2 separate regions of the Sus scrofa genome follow, and region 1 is linked to region 2. The links are chromatin contacts, called in public HiChIP or PLAC-seq maps. All regions are on one chromosome and are shown on one strand. Each heading gives the region's core, a stretch centred on a gene start, on an enhancer-like site or on the middle of the called end of the contact. The rest is flanking DNA. Distances are from core to core; before and after follow the strand shown. Region 1 overlaps LOC110256984 (a long non-coding RNA gene). Region 2 overlaps TCF4 (transcription factor 4).

Region 1 (5,173 bases), core at 287-2,786, 170 kb after region 2:
AGATATAATGAGTTGGATAAAGTTGGAAAGTGTGTGTTGGAGGTGGGTGGGAATTATGCTGGAAGCTTTTCCATTGTTACTGGCAACAATTTTATACTATATGGTAACATTTCCTTGTCTACTCAAGGTATATTTTCCACCCCTTCCCAAGAGTTCAGCAATAAGAGAAGAAAACGAACATAATATAAAATATAATAGGCAATGCTTCCCCATTCAATTCAAGATGAAAACACTCTGCTTTAGGGATAACAGAAAAAAGACTGGGTTAAGGATAATAAGCCTGGGTTCAGATCTTATTAACAGTGTGATCCTAGACCAGTTTCTCTTAGCCTTGGAACTACTGACATTCTGGACTGGATAATTCTTCCACGTGAAAGGCTGTCCTGTGCATTGTAGGATGTTTAGCAGCATCTCTCCTCTCTACTCACAAATGCCGGTAGCGTCCCCAACCAAAAATGTCTCCAGATACTGCCAAATATTCCCTGGGGAGCAAAATCACCGCCCTAGAGAACTACTGTTTTAGACAAAGCTCTGAACCTGGAACCAGTGTCTTCATCTATAAAAATGAGGATCATTTTATTTGCTTTGTGGAGCTGTGTAAAGAGCTAACGTGTTCACGCAAACTTTGTAAATTATGAATGGTTACTTAAACATTCAGTTAGGTTTTTGAGAGTTCTGTATAATATCTGAAATACATTATTAATGTATCATCAATCTTGGAATTTATTTCAATGCATATTTCTAAGAGGGACTATTAAAATAGTTACAGCAGACGGGACAGGAAAGCACTAACTATTCACTATTGTCAGTAAACTCCTAGTTAAGATTATTCCATTTCATAACCACAGGCTGCACTCCTACTGCTGGTTATCCCGCTTTTTTAAAAAAAGGCCTGCTGTCAGTTTTAAGGAAAATAGGTACCGAGAGTGTGGAGCAGGTCCTCACCATCCCTATGACCAGAAAAACACCACAAAAAGTATATCTTATTGTCAGGAAGCCAAGGGTTTATCTCCCCCTTATAAAGCACAGCAGAGGAAATAATTCCTCCTGAGAAAGCACTTCTGACTTCTGGGCTTTTCAGCTGGATGGTCTTCTAACTGCATATCACTGAGAAGTTCAAATTGTGGCAACTGAGGGTCATGTCATCAATGTCATGTCCTTGGAGCTCCCTAGTATGGGATGTCACGTCATTAGGAACCCAAGGCTTCCAAAGGGCAGACTCCTTGCCATATTCTTCCTGTGTCCACTGACGCCACACAAAAGACACAGGTCCTTGAACAGGACAGGGACTCGACGAACCTTTGTTCTATCACTGAATAACTGTTATCTTGCTATATCTTAATAATTTAAAAAAGGCCAACTAGATATAAAGATTCTGCACATAAATACCGAGGGAAAGTTTTAATCTGCCACCTCATCAATTTATTTCCAGCAGATCCTTCCCTTTTTCTGCCACACCCCTAACTCCACCCCAGAATTCTTGGAGAAATAAACCCTTCTATGTGTCAAGGTCATACACTGGGGAGCCTTTGGTGGGGGCGGGGGCCAGTTTCCTTCCTTTCCTCGTCTTCCTCTTTTTTCTTCCTCTGGTGTGGGTAAGATGGACCTTACTGGGCTTTCTGTTGGTAGGCTAACGAAGGGTTAAGAAAGGAGTGCTGGAAGCCTGCTTGGCGCTGGCTCTAGTCCAGGCTGTAAGAGCAGGACAAAGAGTGTCTTTGCTTTCTGAGCATTGCCCACCCTGTCTCAGCAGGATACAAGTATACAAGAATTTGGGAAGGGGGGGCAGAATGGCAGGGGATGATCTCACTGAGGAAGAGGTTAAGGGAACCCCAGCATCTCCAGTAGCCAACAGATGAAAAACCAACTTCTACGAAGGACCAACAGTGACCTCAGTTGTAGGGACCCCCACCTTGTCCTCTTGAAAAGTAGAGTGGGATTAGAAGTGGGTGAGGGGTCCTTATAATGGTTACCATTTAGGGGCAGCTAATGTGGGCTAGGATTCTCTCAGAGAAGCCAGAAGAATGCGAAGAAGCAAAAATGATGATGGCTGGAAAAATTACAAAAGGCAGGCCGTGAAGTAGGTACACTGACACAGGTTTGAGGACACATCTTGGGAAAAAAAATGGATATTCGAGCCCCTCTCCCTTCTTAGTTATTGGAAACTTTAAGCTACACAGATCTGAGATGGCTTTGTAAAATATTCACTCCAAACAACAGGTAATATCTATAATTTAAGCAGGGTAAATATTTTCTAAGTGAAAAAAAAAATCTGGACTAGAAATAAACCAATAATCCAGACCTGATCCTGATTAAAATCATATTTATTCAACGATGCTTGCTCTTCTGGTGGAGGGATGACAATCGAAATACTAGGTAATATTTATCTACTAACAATTAGGTTAAATTAATTCATAATGCTCACTCAATAACATTGTTTGCATATATTCCTATTGCTAGGAAAGTGCTACCTAATTCATTCTTCACACATCAAAATCCAGTAAATTGATATAATTATATTATCCTCCCTAGAAATGCTGATGGGGTCTGTCTGCATATCTCAGAGGAGAGGGGAATGGAACAGTGGGAGACCCTATGCACCAGATGTTCAGCAATATCTATAGCACTCTAGGTACAATGGGCAGAGGTGAGTATATTTATGCCAAATCTTCTTATTGTTTGGGGAATGCAATGAATTTTAAGTTCATATTTTATTCATTTTCCAAGTATTTTGTTTTCTCACTTGCTTTTCTTACAAGAAAAAAATTCATAGGCACACCAGAATTTATTCCCATGTTCCAGGGAAACCTGTAAACCAATGGCAATATTGCTGACTATCCGGTCGTGTGTGACAAAAATGTCTGATAAAAAAAATGTGTTGAGGTCAGTAGGTCAAATTATCAATTGCACCTTGAAGCAGAATTTTACAATAAAATTCCCAACAAATTCTAAGGAAAATGTGTGTAAGATCTAGTGGGGGATTTTCCCATGTTCCAAGGCCAGGGGATTCAAAAAAACAATTGTTTCTGCTGTGAACCCTGCCTAAGGCTGCCTTTCTCTAGCGATTCTTTTTGGGGTTTTTTTGTCTTTTTAGGGCCACACCCGGGGCATATGGAGGTTCCCAGGCTAGGCGTCTAATAGGAGCGGTGGCCAACGGCCTACACCACAGCCACAGCAATGCAGGAACCAAGCCGCGTCTGAGACCTACACCATAGCTCACGGGAACACCGAATCCTTAACCCACTGAGGGAGGTCAGGGATCGAACTCGCAACCTCATGGTTCCCAGTCAGGTTCATTTCAGCTGAGCCACGATGGGAACTCCTCCTTAGCAAATTTAATCCGCAAGGAATCAACAGGACAAATGCAGGAGATATTATTTCTCCAGAGACTAAAACAATTTTGGAATTAGATGCTCTGAGTCCCAATCCGAGGCCTGTCAAGGAATTTTACATGCCACTCTTCACAAGTCCCATTTTCTAGTTCTTAAAAATTGGGAGGGATCATCTCACAAGTTCAGGCCCAAACTGATCATGAAAATGTTGTTGCTGATACACAATGCCACCATCCTATCAATAAGATTATCGTAAGGATTTAAAAGCCGCTAATTCCATTTAAAGAAGGAACTCAAGGAAAGAGCAGCCAAGATTTTTTTGATGCAGGTACCATCAGCAGAGACTGTGTCATGCTATATACTAGGGTGTAGACTGTGTGTATACTTGTTATGCTTTCACTAGACAAATACGATTTCCCTGTCCGCCTTTTCATTCAAATGGTGATTCCTAACACCTGTGAACAAATGTGCTTAGCTCTGCTAATGCTGATAAAAACGACAAATCTGTCCCCTTCACTGTTGATCTATGAATGAGAGCAGCCTGCCTTACACTCCATCACACTGTACCCTTGATGGAAAATCAGCAGGGCTGTTAGCAGAATCTCCTAGACCACGAAAAAGATAATACGAATTCAAGCACTTTAGGAAAATTCCCCAAATCTATCTTCCTCTCCTTGATAACATTGTAGAAGTTTTTGATATACCGATATTTTGAGGGGTTTCGACCTATGGCTTACTAGCAATGCAGTTTCTTAAACAGTCAGGTTAAGTCATTTTCCACATAAGCCTACAACTCATCACCCATCTTAAACTCCTACTCTCAAGAGCTTTAAAGATTTACAAGGCAAGGAGAAAATTAGACCCACCCAGCATCTTGCCACCACGTTTTCACAATGTGGGCTTCAGTTATCACATTACATGATAACATTATATGGAAGGGCCACCTTGGAAATAAATGGACCTTGAGTATGTTTTAGAGGAAGATCTTGGGTTAAATACTCTTCTCCATTCTGATTAGCCTGTCTGAGCCATTCAAACTAAAAAAGATGAGAATATTTATTTTTGTTTCCACAAAATTCTGCTTTGTGACTTGTGTCCAGATTTGCATATTTTTATAGAGCACCTTAGGCAAAGATAGCCCTGTGCTACGGGCTGTGGAAATAAATTTATTTTTCAGTCTTTCCTGCTAAAATATAAGCTCCGCTATGGCAGGATATTGGTCTGGTTCTTCACCTAGTAGCACCTAGAACAGTGCCTAGCTTGTAGTAGGCACTGAGCAGATATTTTTGGAATGAATGGAGAGAACCTCCATCAAGGAAGATACATTCTGCAGGTCTACAGGCCAAGTACTGATAAGTATGGTTATAAAAACCTGTTAACATCTTTTAAAATATGCAGATAAATGTATTCATGTAGGAGCAGGGGTGGGGGGATATCCATTTTCCTGGCCTAATGTTTCTATGTAAAAGGACTTCTGCTGCAGTAACTTGCTTTTATCCCCACAACTTATTCCTCCAAGCTTATTTAACTGGAGTTTGGTTGACATTACTGAGCATGCCCAGTAAGGGCCTTATTGGACTCTTTCTTTAGGGATGGCTGCTGAATGTTTGCACACAGGTCCATTCATTCACGCACAAAACTTGGAGCAGGCCTTCGGTGTCCAGCTCTATCCGTGACTGGGTGGGCATCTCTCTTACTCAGAGATGAAGTATTAGGGAGATTTCTGGGCCTTTCATCTAAACCCACATTCTCCCACCATCTGTCTGACTCCTGGGTCTGTTTTTCCATTGATTCCAAATTCAGAAGGTGATAAAAAAGGATGCTATATATTGACTCCTTAACAG
Region 2 (5,580 bases), core at 2,743-5,242:
AATGGTTTGATGATGCACTTGGTTTTGGTTTATTTTTTTTTTTTCTTTTGAGGATTCAGTCTGCTTCTCATCTCTTAGCCATCTAATTTGTCCTTCGAAAACTTTTAAATATTGAAATAATCATGAATCTTTCTGTTCTGCAATGTAATTTCAATGCTTAGTCCTTGTGAACAAGGAACCTCATCCCTGAACTCGAGAAGAAATACAGAGATCATACTTATTCAAAATCTTCCATAGTTATGTAGAAAAGATCACCTTGTGTTTTGAATGTGTATTTTTTTTTCTCAAGGAACAGACTCTACACATTTGCATTAATAAATTTCTATTTTCAAGCTCAATAGAAATTGCAGTACAAAAAGCAGATGTGTACATTGGATTCTTTCAAATTAAATTTCCAAAAGCAGAGCCTATTCTAGCTCAAGATCAAAGGAACTAAAACATGATCTCCTCCCCCTTCCAATATAATTACAGAGATTTCATTTCTTTTGTTACAATGAGCACAACAGGTAAATCTCAAACCTGAAGGATAATGACCAGGTGCTACGGCTCAGCTTTGCTGGGTTGCTGAATAGCTCTGCTTGGAGCCCCTGCTGCTTAAACTACCATTCTACAGGAAGAGAGAAATGCCTCATGCTCTTCTCTACTTTATTCTTGGAGATCTGTTTCTTTTTCGACCTCAAGACCATACCGAAGGGTTGTCTGATAGACACCACCCATTTGACAGCAGGGCTGTTCCTAAGGAGGGCATGTCCATCCTAAAAGGCACATTCAGGAAAAAAAAAAATCATTCGTAGACATCTTTTATTGGTAGTCTAGCTAAAAACCCTTTTGGAAGTAGATGGGGTATAAATAATAAATAATGAGGAGTGACACTGTTAGAAATGTCATATCCTGGCAGCCCTGTGAAAGGACACGGCCCTGGGGAAAGAGAAGAAAGAGATGCAATCCGCAAAGTCATCCAAAACTGAGGTTCGAAAGAAAATCTGTTCCACTTTGGAATCATTAGCATGATCTATTTCTTTGGGGAATATAGGTAAAGAGAGTACAAAATTTAATGTCGAAACCCACAAAAACACATAACTTTGGGAAAGAACAGCCTCTAGGCTTAAACATCCTTGAGAGCAACTGCATTCTACATATGTATTTCTATCTCCCTTTTAAAATTCCTGGTACCTCATTTCATCCTTTGCTGCCCATAGGCATCTGTTCCCCTCTAATTATTTGCCATTTAGAAAAACTCTGCTTAAATTCCTTGTGCATCTGTCCCTTGCTTAGTGTATATTTGTGATGCTTAAATATGGTGTTTGATATTAGAGCAGCCTTGCATATAAGTACAAAAACTTTCCCATCCCAGAAAAATATTCCAGTATCCTCTTCCCCAAAGCATATATCCAAAGTAAATTCAACATTCCCAAAATTTTATAAAACAAGTACATACTCTTTATACATCCTGTGCACGTGCGTGTGTGTGCACGCACGCACACACACACACACACACACACACTCCACAAAGACTTGGCTGTTGGTAAACAAAGCTTCTAGTGTATCTTCCAACCAATGCCTTCACATTGCAAATACCATCAAAAATACACTTTCTAAAATAAAATCTTTTACTTTAAAATAGCTAAGGGTCTCCTAGCTCCTAAATTATTTTTTGCTAGTCTATGAAATGGACTATGACTATTTTGCATCAAAATATTCTTATTATAAGGATAACCCTCTTGAGAATATAGGGAAATGAACATGAAAAATCACATAAAGTTTGTTAAAATAAAAACTCCCATATCAAACAAATTTAATTCCTTCCTACATCTCTTCCACGCATCCTTCTTTCTCTTTGCCCCTTCCTTCATTCTTCCATCCTTCTTCTACCTCTTCCTCCCTTCACACTCCTTCCCTTAAGGAAGAGGTATTATCTGAGGGAAAAGCATTGCATTGGGAACAGGAAAATTTGACTTCTAAATTTAGTTTTGTCAATAGCTAGGTAGACTCTGTTTCCTTATCCTAATTGGAATCAATGATCCCTAGGCTAAGGAATAATTACTATTAATAACATTAGTAGTAGTAATAAAAGTAGTAATAGTAGTTTATTCTGTGCCAAACATTTTGCGGTACAGTGGGGTGATTAACGGCCTGGATTTGAATCCCAAATCCATTTCTAATGAATTAATGACCTTGGCAAGTTGCTGAATATCTTGGGGCCTCCATTTCCTTATCTCCCCCCAAAAAAACTAAAATAACATCTACGTCAAGTGGATGTTCTGAGGAACAAATACCTTAAATGTTAAGGGCACTCAGAATATGTATTTATTCTTTATCATGTCTCCACCATAAGTTTTATGCAGAAAGGCAATATCTTTTGTTCACCACTATATTCACATAGGCCCAAAATGTGTCTGCCACATGGTATACAGGTGGTAAATAAACTGCTCTTCAGTGAATGAATGGATGGGTGGATGGAGAGATGAAGAGACAAAGCAGCCTGCCTTGTTAGGGTAGAAACCATGATTCTGAGACTGAACTGTTAAATACTTACTAGGTGAAATTTATATGGTACTTTGCATGACCTCTGTTTTCAGGAAACTGATAATTCATTATGAGAATGAGGCTAAGTATAAACAATGATCATTATAAACCATAAAGAAAAAAAATCACATTAGAAATATAAAAGATGGCTACTCAGTCAGGTCAGGGGAAAAATAACTCAGTTCTACAGGAATGGGGGAGTAGAGTCTTCCGATGCCATGATTCCTCCAAGAAAACTCTCAGCAACAATCAACCATGGCCATTAAGTAATTAAAGCCAACAGACAATGTTCAGTTCTCATCTTCTTTGGCAATCTTCTGTCTTTCCAGACACTCGCACCCCCTCCTTCTTAAAAATATGAGTGAGATTATGTGTAACTGGATCACCATGCTGTACAATAGAAAAAAATAATAATGCATTGGAGAAATAAAAAAAATAAAAATAAAAATAAAAACATGAGTGACATGGCTTCCATGACAACACATTTCCTTTGGCTCCTACTTCTGGAGGTTCTTTCATTCTCAAGCTAAAGACTTGAAATGTTGACAATTCTTCAATTGTGAGGCCCTAGGTTTCCTTGTTACCTGAGACACCATATGCAGCCTTACATCATCAACTTGCGTCTATACGTTGAAGACTCCTTCAGTGGAAAACCTTTTGCTCAGACTTCTCTCATCTTTACACCCATAACCCCAACTGCCTACTAGGTATCTTCACTTGAATGGCATAAAAGTACCTCAAACTTAACACCAAACTTATGATCTTTCTTTCTTTTTTCTTTTTTTTAAAAACACCTAGACATTTACTAATGTTCCCTGGAGTTTTACAGAAATTGAAAAAGAAATGAAATTACATTTATTAAGAATCTCCTATTTCTAGGCCCTGTGCTAGATGCATATATCTCATTTAATCTTCATTACAATGCTCTGAGAAGATCTCATCATCGTCATTTTTAAGATGAGAACAGTAAGGCTCAGAGAAATTGCCTCCATTTCATCACAGACCATGGATTTCAAGCTACAAGGCTCGAAATTAAGAGGATGAATAATGTTTGGTGTCAAGAAACAATCTTGTTCCCTTGGCTTGAGCTTTATAACCTAGAAGATATTGTTACACCATGCGCCTCCTGATTCATACTGGAGAGTGATTTTGGTAAATCAATGAGAGCCCCATCGAGGGAAAGAAGGGGAAGTAGAGAGCAACATCTTAATCATCTAAAAACAGACAATCAAAAAGTAGAAAACTTACAGAAAAGAAATATTCATGGAGAAAAGTTACAAGTTAATTTAAAAAGAACTGTAAAAAATAAGGATATTAAACATATTCCATCAATGAAGGGGAATTTTAAAATCTGAAAATATATTCATAGCCAAAAAAAGGAAACAAGGACCACAAAAGGCCCACAGAAAGCACATAATGAAATGAATCTTGGTAGGGCTGCCCCAAATGAAACAAACCTCCTCGCACGGGGGGTTGAAGCTCTCTGACTCAAGCCCTGGCCACACACAATGTCAGCACCACCCATCTCACGCAGTCTTCCCCATTTCTTCCTTTGAAAGTCCCTGCAGAAGTTTCAAATCATTTTTGTAGAACATAAATGACTATACTTCAGATGCTGAGTTAGGACAAAACAGGGACCCTGTTTTAGTAATAGGTGACATGCTAGACCCTCACAGTTCTCTCATTTAAGAGGAGACTGCCATCTCTTCCATGATGATTCTTGAAAATCTCACTTATCTGACTGGTCAGCAGTAAATCTTCCTCAATCCTGATGACTCAGCCTCCACTCTCCAAATCTGCAGCTTCCCTTGTTTCTTTTCTCTCTTTTTTTTTTCTTTTCTTTCTTTCTTTTTTTTTTTTTTTTTAGGGCTATACCTGCAGCATATGGAAGTGCCCAGGCTAGGGGTAGAATCCCAGATGCGTCTTCAACTTATGCCACAGCTCACGGCAATGTCAGATCCTTAACCCACTGAGCGAGGCCAGGGATCGAACCTGCATCCTCATGGGTACCAGTCGGGTTCATAAACCACTGAGCCACAGTGGGAACTCTGTCCTCTGTTTCCTGACATGACTAACTGCAGTCTATTAAAGCTTGGATGGTTCAGCTGTTCACAGGCAGGTAACAGCTACCTGTCTCCTTGAAGCTGAAGATTCTGGCGATTGGAATTTCTCTCTCTACACATGGCTGGCTGGGGGGTTCCCAGACAGGGGAAATTAGACATGCTGACCTTGAATGTTACAAGCTATATTATTCACATCATATTAATATTAGACCACTCTTCTCCGCACATCCATTTTAGACATTTGACCTCTCCAGCTGTTAAGGAAAACTATTTTCCTGGCAGAGAGTAAAGTGGATCTCAACCCTATCTCTAGGAATCTCAGACAGATCCTGTTGCATTTCTGGCTCATTCAAATAAATAATGCCCAAATGATGGGTAGTTTGGCAGGGAAAGTACTGGAAAAGAGAGAGAGAGTTCGGGGTGTTTGACATGGTGGATGCTGAAGGAGGTGGGTTTCAAAAGGCAAAAAGAACGGGCTAGAGGAAAAAACAAGGAGTTTGAAGCTGTGCTACCTTAGATGGCAAACTACCTTTGAGACTAGGTAGTTTCAGGAAAGCTCTTCGAGTACACTTGATGGAGGTGCTGATTGGTAAACCTGTAGTGTGTCCGTCCCAATTTGAATGTGATCCCAAGAGACCTGACGTATGTGGTCTATGAACCACACTTTGACGATCACTGCCAGAGGACAGACTATCCATTGGTACATTTCTAAGCACAGGGAAAGGGAATCAGGAAAGAGAAAAGGTGAATGAAGAAACAATAGGAAAGATTCCAGAATGAGCAAGTTAAAATAAGCTGAAAATTCTGAGGATTATCAAAAGAATGAAGAAGAGCTGTTTTTGTTTTTCATTTTTCTGTTTTTCGTTTTCTAAGATGTGAGAGAAGAAGCAGCCAGTTAAAGCAGTAGGTATTCTAAGATCAACTACCTTAAATCAAACAACTCGTTTCTAAGTCTGACATGACATCTCTCTGAAAATTTTAAGGCTCTATC

The links. HiChIP or PLAC-seq counts read pairs in DNA pulled down with a chosen protein or histone mark.
Region 1: an H3K27ac HiChIP or PLAC-seq map of alveolar macrophages shows a contact between it and region 2. The contact joins two enhancer-like sites. A contact is called at or near these places in 1 of 47 Hi-C or Micro-C datasets (alveolar macrophages) and 2 of 2 datasets of contacts at active chromatin or transcription factors (alveolar macrophages and skeletal muscle).

The regions. Positions count from the first base shown.
Region 1 is chr1:105,093,650-105,098,822 of Sscrofa11.1, forward strand. All of the region lies in intron 2 of LOC110256984 (a long non-coding RNA gene), which reads right to left. Among named protein-coding and RNA genes, the nearest start is that of TCF4, 16 kb to the left of the region's middle. Within about 2 kb of position 1,537, at least 1 of the 83 cell types and tissues checked has an H3K27ac peak or open chromatin away from gene starts, as enhancers often do. A contact at or near this core is called in alveolar macrophages, where this site is marked.
Region 2 is chr1:104,918,454-104,924,033 of Sscrofa11.1, forward strand. The region is part of intron 5 of TCF4 (transcription factor 4); the gene reads right to left. Among named protein-coding and RNA genes, the nearest start is that of TCF4, 160 kb to the right of the region's middle. Within about 2 kb of position 3,993, at least 4 of the 83 cell types and tissues checked have an H3K27ac peak or open chromatin away from gene starts, as enhancers often do. A contact at or near this core is called in alveolar macrophages, where this site is marked.